2 separate regions of the Athene noctua genome follow, and region 1 is linked to region 2. A link is a contact called in public Hi-C data. All regions are on one chromosome and are shown on one strand. Each heading gives the region's core, a stretch centred on a gene start, on an enhancer-like site or on the middle of the called end of the contact. The rest is flanking DNA. Distances are from core to core; before and after follow the strand shown. Region 1 holds the start of ABHD10 (abhydrolase domain containing 10, depalmitoylase). Region 2 holds the start of PLCXD2 (phosphatidylinositol specific phospholipase C X domain containing 2).

Region 1 (4,268 bases), core at 589-3,088, 150 kb before region 2:
TCACCTGCCAGTAACAAAGGAAATACTCCTAATTCTTTTCCTATCAAGTTTATCACTTCTTGATGTATTTTTCTCCCCCTTGGTGGCCTTGATGACCTTCGCTTAAGTCACTGGTTTTCCATCCTGCAGCACTCTAGGGGTGCCCTCTTAACTCTTTTGACAATTGGGCAGGCTTTAAACTGCAGCTACAAGACACAATCGCTGCCTAAGCTAGTCCACAAATAATATTCCACATTTAACAAGTTACTGCAGGTGCACCAGCAGCACTCTTAACCTTAGTAGCACAAAACCCTAAAGCAACCACCCCAGCCAATCCAAAAGCACAGTTCTCTGAATTAGTGCTCTCAGACTTTCCTTTAGACAGACAAAAACATCAATAACTGAACAGCTACCCAGTAATTTCTCCTCCTGTTTTCAGTGACAGATCTTGGCAAGAGCAGGGAAGCACTTCTGAAGGGTGCAAGGTGGTACTAGTATCTATAAAAGCAAGCTACAGACACAGGAGCTACCTCCAGGAAGACCACAGGCCCCCTCCCTGATGCTATGGAACTCTCTGCATATCAGAACCACTGTGCAATTTTAGTTGTGTGATGAACAACAGAAACTGTGACTGAGCCCAGCACTGTCAAAGCCAAAGAAATCCTCCCAACAACCTTGGAAATGCTCCAGCACTGTGACCTACCCACTGACAGCAGCAGCAGAGGATTAATGCAGCTGTGGGAGAGAACGGCCTCAACATTGTCCACACCTCGTTTCCTGCAGTCGCCTATGCTACAGGAGGAAGGCGGCCACCAGTAGGACCTGTTGCTTAGCCCACTCTCAGGGCACCCAACGGCACACTCAGTAACCAGCTATTCTGATCAGGCTATCACTCTTAACACACAGAAAGACAGAAAAACCACCAACAAAACCCCCCACTGTATTCATGTTCTTACGCAGATACAAAACGTGCAGCCTTACTAGCAAGTAAGCTTTACTCTCTTCTACACCAAGCAACCTCAGTTGAGGTTCATTACCTCAACAAGACCAGTCAAGATCTGTCAAATTTAAGGCAATGAATAAATTCAAGTCAGACAAGCATCGAGTCCGGAACAGCAAGATGGGGCACTACGTGTTTGGGCAGAGGATCACTGCTGAGCACTCAAAAGTGGATGCCCAGCCCAAGCTTTTCAAGCGGCCGGTGGAGGCTCACGCGTAGGCACGCTTCACACCCCGGGAAGCGAAGCGGCCCGTTCCTCCTTTTCTCAGCTCCTCGGAAAACAGCAACAGGAGCTCACACTGAAGTAAACACGCGTGGATAAGCAGCTGCTCCGCAGACACGCTCAAGTTGGGGCTGTACCGGCCCCCCCTCTGCACCCACACAGACTCGTCCCCCCGCAGGCTCGGCACGGGAGGAAAAGCCTGACACAAACCGCGTCCTCCGGAGCGGAGCGGAGCGGCGGTAACACCCCCACCCCGGGTAGGCGCCCTAGCCCTTCCCGGTGGGGGCAGCGCTGAAGCGGCGGGAGGGTGTCACCTCCAGCTGCCCGCCCCGCGCTCTGCCGACAGAAAACACCCGCCGGCCGTTACACCCGCCACGGACACTATATCGTCTCCCCTCCGGCGGACGGACGGACTGACACCCCCTTCTCCCCGGGCTCCCAAGCCGGCGGCGGGAGGAGCGGCGCCGGAGTGCCACCAGGAGTGCCCCGGGGCCCATCCCTTACCCGGGAGCCCCAGGGCCGCCATCAGCGGCGACAGCAACACCCCCGTGGCCGCGGCGCGATGGCGCCCGCCGCCGCCGCCCCGCACCAGCCCCCGCAGGGTGCCCGCCGCCGCCATGGCCCCGCCGCGCGCCGCACGCGCGCCAACGGTGGGGCGGGGGCCGCGCGCATGCGCCGCACGACCTCCCGCCCGCGCGGGCGGGGCGGGGGCGCGCATGCGCACTAGCGGGTGCCAGCGGCTGCCGGGCGTGGGGCGGGTGTGGGTCTGAGGGGTTAGTTGTGAAGGAGAAAACAAAATTTTGCCCATAAAGACACTTAACGAGCACCCCTCGGTGCGTTCTGGAAGGAGGACCCTCCTTGAGGGGCTCTCTCTACAAGACAAGGCCGTAAGACCCTGGCTGGAAAGTTCCGTCCTTGAAGTTGCCTGTATACATAGAGACATTTTATAACGTACATATATCAAATGCAATGCACATAGTTGACTGGTCCTTACAGCCAGACAGAAGGGACACTTAAAAACCTGCCGCCCCTCCCCTGATCACCTCTGTTATCCGGAACAAGAGGCCTTGTTCAGAGTTGCTTACATTCTGTGTGCTTGCTATCCATGAGAAACAATGGGAAACTATAGGCTGCACAACTGTTTATCATCGCACATTGTAGGCCACACAAATGTTTCTCACCGCACCCAAGGACACATACTAAATATTACTGTCCATACAGATGTTTCTCAGCAAATCCAAGGGCGGGTTGGACGCATCAGCTAGGTCAGCCTGTTCTTCAAACCACTAACAATAATTCGTAAGAAACTTCTAATCAGGAGCTACCGTTCTTGAAAAAAAAAGAAACATCCTGGAACATGGAAGCTTGTTAAAATTGTTTAATGTACATCAGCTTAATTAAGAGATTAGAGTGCTTCACCCTCACCCTTTGAGGCTGCACAGAAAATTAAAAACCCACCGTAACCTTAAATTGGAGGAAGAGTGTTACTAACCAATGATGGATTGAAGGGCTAAGGCTTGGACAACAGGCCCAAGCCAGAGTTGACCTACAGATGAATCCTGTATATTTTATAACTGATAACCATAGTGCTAACAGGTATTTTACTAAGTTATTACAAACCACCTATTCTGATGTAAATGTGGAGGTATTGAAGCCTGAGCAACAGGCCATGAGACAAAGCTGCTAACTCAGTATGTGATCATTAGTGAAATATGTATGGAAGATGTAGCTATCTTAAATTTATCTTTTCCGTCCTTTTTGTGTGGATAACAGAGTCATGGAGACAGTTGTCTGTCACTGAGGCCTAATCTGAGACTTTGCACATAATCCAATTAGAGAAGCAGAGGAACTCCCTTAGCTTCCCCCTTGAGCCTTGGCCAGCCTCTGAGGGAATCTAATGTGAGATTGAAACCAGATATTTTCACTTAAAACAAAGGTGCCAGCTATTCTGGTTTGAGTATATTAGGCTGGACCCTCTTGCGGTGACTTTGGATGCCTCACCTACAGATGGATGCATCACATGGGACTTTGCACTTGCCGGGACAGGCTCTTCAAATCCTTGCTGGAACTGGGGCTCCCTGGTGTCTGCCGATCTGGATGATGGAAACATATGCAAGTGGTGATGGATCTTTCTTAATCACTAGTCCCTATCTCAAGTAGTAATGATTTGATGCATTACCCTGTATTTTCCTATTTGTTTAAGTGCACTTAAACACTGTATTATTGTTATATTATTTAGTTACTTCTAGTAAAATACACCTGCTCTTTTCACTCTGGTGTCTGAGTTTAATTGGTATCCCTAATCAGAAAAACTATTTATTAGAGACAATAAATAATTAACCAATAATCATTATAGTAGATAAGTAATCATGTAGTTTGAAGCGTATAAATACTCTAAAGTTATTTTGTGCAGAGTTTTGAATTGTGGATGCTTTCCACCTAGCACCCTGCACAGAATAAAGCCGTACTGCCTCTCTGAACTAATCTTGGGAGAGTATTTCAGGTAACATCTTCATTGGCATCAGGGCTCAGCCTTTTCCTGGCCTGCAAGGCATCTGAACCAACCCATACCTCCTTACCCATCTCAGCCTCATTTTTATGGGCATAGCAGCCAAAACAAGGTCTTTAAGCGCCCGTACCTTTTACACCCAGGCTACGGCAGTCATCCAGAAAGGAAGAAAACAAGGCTAGGGAAAGTCAGTGCCTGCAAAGGTAAGGCTGTTTTCCCAGGCAAGTGCTAGACCATCCTGTCAGCAGCTGTCGGTCAAGGGACACAGCAGCTGAGGTTTTTGAGACACAGCCTATGTGGGTTAGCAAGTGCCCAAGATCCTTCAGGGTAGGTGGGTACTTGACTCCCACAGGGTTAATTGTGGAGGGCTTGCAGGCTGATCATAAAAGATAGTGCCTACCACCATGCTTTGCTTGCCTTGTCTTGATGTCCACCACTACAAAACGCACCACACTCTGTGGTGATGATAGCAAACTTAGTAAAAAAAAAAAAATCATAAAACCACATGGCTTATACAATGAGCTAATGCTTCCTGCAATTAAAGTCATGCCTAAGTC
Region 2 (4,110 bases), core at 1,234-3,733:
AATCAGCATGTAAGCACCAAACTGGTATACTTCACGAAACACCCACCTTAAGCATCATCTGCTACCTGTTGGTTCAAAGGACTGAGCAAAGAATTACTTTCTCTGCCCTCAGGTAGCATGATTTGCACCACACTGAATAGCTCAGGGAATCGTAGCAGAATATAGGTTAAAAAGGAACCCAAGAGGTCACAGCTACCTTTTTGTGAAGCTAGTGAAAACAAGCAGCTCCAAAACCAGAATTGTTTGCAACAAAGAGGCAGAACTCTATGCAGACATCCTTAGCTTCATGCAAGAGGTTAAGAATTTCCCACTTACAATATCATACAAGAAATTGACTCTAAGCAGCTTCCTGTGTATGCTATCAATTATTTCACTTCAAATAGCCCCATTATGCCAACATTTTGTACTTTTTTTAAAAAAAGAATCTTTCATTCTTCAAATGCTGCATTTCTCCAAACTGACCAAGCCAAAAAAGCCCAAAACTAAACAGTTTCATGGCTTTGAATGCTGACTTTATTTAAAGTTAAAACATGTTTTAACGTTTCAACTCCAACAGTTAACATCTCTGCTCCTACATATGAAGGGTGACTGAGAAGAGGGAGAGGAAGATGACAAAAAAAAATCATTGGACTAAAATGTTAAAAAACTTAAATCCCCAAAACATCTACTCAAAATGTCTTTTCCTTGCTTCCAAGTTGCATGAAGTACATGCAGGAAAAGCATAGGAAAATACACCAACTTTGATCACAAATAAACGTACACTGCAAGCATTTTCAAAAAACCACTACTCATTTTAAAGGCAGCACAACATTACTGAAACTACAACTCATTTCTCTGATTTCTCTCCTGCAGTACTGGTTGCATGATGTTTGCAAGTGATGGACAGTGGCAATGGTCCTGACACAATCTGTATCACAACATTCCACAAAGTCTCACAGCACATAAGCTGCTACAGCAAGCAAATTGATTTATTGCTGTTCACTAAAATAGAGAAGGATTTCTTTGCCAGATGTTTCAAAAATCTGCAGCCACTTGAATTTTATACGAACGCCAACCCTCCTTTCTGTTCCCCTTCCATGTTCAAATGAACAGGGTTACATAAAATGCTTTTGCTACTGTCAGGGTAGGAAAGGACGCTACTTTTGATTAAAACTTGGCATTTTGACTGGTTTACTTCAGGTAATAGAGTAGTGAGTACTGTGGTACCCCACAGGAGGTGTGTAGCCCCTTCTCAACATGTTTCAAATGTCCTTTAGTTGTCTCTGCTGGCACAAAAAAAGGAAGTTACTCCGTTTCCAGGGAAGTGTCTGTGCATACTCGCTATATAACACATATCCAGAAGGTTTGATGAAAAATCAAGCTTGTACCATTAGGAACCAGAGTCTAACATCCAGTATCAGAATGAGCTGCTACAACAGCCACCCCTGAAATCTTCCCTATTGACATCTACAAGCAATACCAGATTATTTTTTTTTTCCATTTACCTAAGAAAGTCAGCCTATTCCTGAGTAAGTTTAGGGTCATCTGTTGTCTTCCTCATCTGTCAGTTTATCTGTAAACCAGAAGTGATGGGCTGACCCTTGCCGGTTTCTTAAACTACAAGCACTGCACAGGAGCTAGGAGTTAGTTGTTTTAAGTTTAGCTGCAAAGGGGAAAAATTTTATAAGCAACTCCAGCGTTTTAGTGCCTTCAGTGTAACATCACGCACTGGAATATTTCATAACTGTGCTGTACTCTTTTACCCTCTGACAAGCCACAGACAGGTTCTGCTATAACAGACATTTCCTGTGATGAACCTCCAGTTGTTAAGATCAACGTCAACAAACCTTTCTCCCTACCTGCTTTCAGCCTTGCCTAAACAACCCGAGAAACCCTGAAGAGGTTTCAGACCTCCAGAGGTCACTGCTACCTTTTTCACAGCCAGCGAAAATGAGCAGGTGAGCGGGTCAGAGACTCCCAGCTGTATTTACAGCAGATTAAGCCCTCCCTCCTCTCCTGCACCGGGCGGGGCTCACGCTGGCCCCTGCTCACACCCCAAAACAGGCTCGGACGCCCCAAGTCGGACGCGTCTGCTACAGTCCGAGCACACCCGCTCCCCGGCTCCCACGCCCGGGCCAACACCACCCGTCGGCCGAGCCCGCCGCCAGCACAGGCCCCACCGGCGGGGCAGGCCCCGGTGCCCAAGCGACGCCTCCCCGGCCCGGCCCGCCGCGCTGCCCTACCCGGGATGGCCAGGTTGGAGAGCGGGTAGGAGCGCAGCGCCGCCGGCAGCGAGCCCATCCAGTCCGCGTTGCTCTCCGCCATGGCTCCCGCGGCCCAACGCCGCCGCCGCCGGCCGCCCTCCCTCCCGGCCGGCGGCCTCATCCCCGGTCTAGGGAGCCGAGCCGGGCCGGGCCGGGCCCGGCTGGGTCGGGGTTGGGGCCTGGGCCGGACCGGGGACGGGGAGCGGGACCGGCTGGGTCAGGGCCGGCAGCGGCCGCCCGGCCCCCCCTTATGTAACAGGTGCGGCCCTGCCGGGCGCGGTGCCGTCACAGCGGAACGGCGGCCAGCCATTGGCTGTTCGCCGGTCACCCCGCCCCTCGCCCCGCCCCGGCGGCTCGGCCCGCGCGGGGGGGCTGTGGCGGGAAGGGGTGCCCGCCGTGCCGCAGCGGCGGGAGGAGCCGTCGCCGTGGCTGGGTTTCGCTCTGCGCACTCCCTGACCCGTGGAACCGCTACCGCGTGTGTCGGCTCAGGGGAGGGGGGCGCGGCCTGGCGCTGGAGAAGCGTCAGCCGAGGGCCTGCGCGTCCTCTGGCCTCCTACGGCCCCCTCCGCCGCGGCTGGCGGCACTGGCCGCTTCCCCATGGCCGCGCCTGGAGACCGCGGTGGGCCTGGGTTCTGGAGCCGCTCGACAGCACCAGAGCAGCTACCCCAGCGTAGAGGGCCGACGCCGCGGCCCTAACATGTCGAGTGGTCAGTGCGTGGATGGGCTGGAGCAGTGTCCGCGCTGCGCCCGGCCAGCCGGCGCCACCGCGGAAGACCGAAGGATCCCGTCTCCTCCGCGCCACCTGCTCTTCAGCAGCTCCCTTTCCCCGACAGCCCCACACACGCGTGCACCCCGCCTCACGCTCATCTAGCTGCCACGTAAAGCGTTTCGTCCGAAACAATTTCTGGATTTGCTGCAGTATATGAAACGGATCCTCTTTTTTTTCTCCGTGGTGTTATTACATATCTTTGAAGGATAATGCTTCGTGTGAGCAGGTTCTCTTCTTAACCGCTGCTTACAAATATTATGTGCAAACATACTCTTTCCCTACTCTTCACACAGGATATAGAGACGTCTAGGTATACAACACAGAAGTCTACTTCATCGTATGGCAGTGGAAAAAGATAACGCTGCTCTGAAAGATAACTTTTCACTGTCAAATGACTAAAGGCTGAACATTAAATAGTAAGTGTGTACATTTCATGAGTCGCCTGTTTTGCCTGTAAGGAAACGTGTTAAAGAGAATTCAAAAATAAATACTATTTAAATAAAAAGTATTTATCATTTGACCTATTAAAGTTTGCACATTAGTCATAGAATGTTTTAATTAATACACAGTAAAACTACTAACTGAACTATAAGTATAAAAATGTATCTGTAAATACATATATGTTAAATACGTATTTTCACCAAATACAACCAGAACCTTTCTCCTTCCATAAACTTGCATTTTCCTTTTCAAGGAAGGGAACAAACACGTTTTGCTTTTAGAGCTGTGATATTGAACAATCTTAAAAATAGTGCAATTTCAATAAGAGGTTTTCACAAAGCATTCGTGACCCTGGGCTCCTAGCTCTCCAGGACAAATTTAGGTTTGATAGGCATTCAGCTGCCCTGCAGCCCTGCTCCTCCTCCCCATTAAGACCATCTAGTATGCTTGCTTCTGATGTAGGAGAGAGCAGGCCACACTATGCAAACCCACGGGCATGGGATCATAAACATTTTCTCCTGCAATAAAATTTCTATCTTGAAGCAAAAGAAGGGTTATTCTTTGGGAACTCCAGCATTTTCTCTTAGTTACACTAAGTAGTGTATATTCCTGCAAATTTATCTTCTTTAAATCACTATTTCACGTTGCTTCACTCTC

Evidence for each region. Hi-C and Micro-C count contacts between places; a contact is called where the count stands out from the background.
Region 1: a Hi-C map of liver shows a contact between it and region 2, with 2.4 times the contacts expected there. The contact joins the promoter of ABHD10 here to the promoter of PLCXD2 in region 2. A contact is called at or near these places in 2 of 2 Hi-C or Micro-C datasets (heart and liver).

Annotation. Positions count from the first base shown.
Region 1 is chr1:144,150,496-144,154,763 of bAthNoc1.hap1.1, reverse strand. ABHD10 (abhydrolase domain containing 10, depalmitoylase) reads right to left here and starts at 1,838. Exons shown (of 5, transcript XM_074928426.1): 1 at 1,707-1,838. The coding sequence starts at 1,821.
Region 2 is chr1:144,001,463-144,005,572 of bAthNoc1.hap1.1, reverse strand. It overlaps PLCXD2 (phosphatidylinositol specific phospholipase C X domain containing 2), which reads right to left and starts at 2,483. Exons shown (of 4, transcript XM_074898925.1): 1 at 2,223-2,483. The coding sequence starts at 2,364.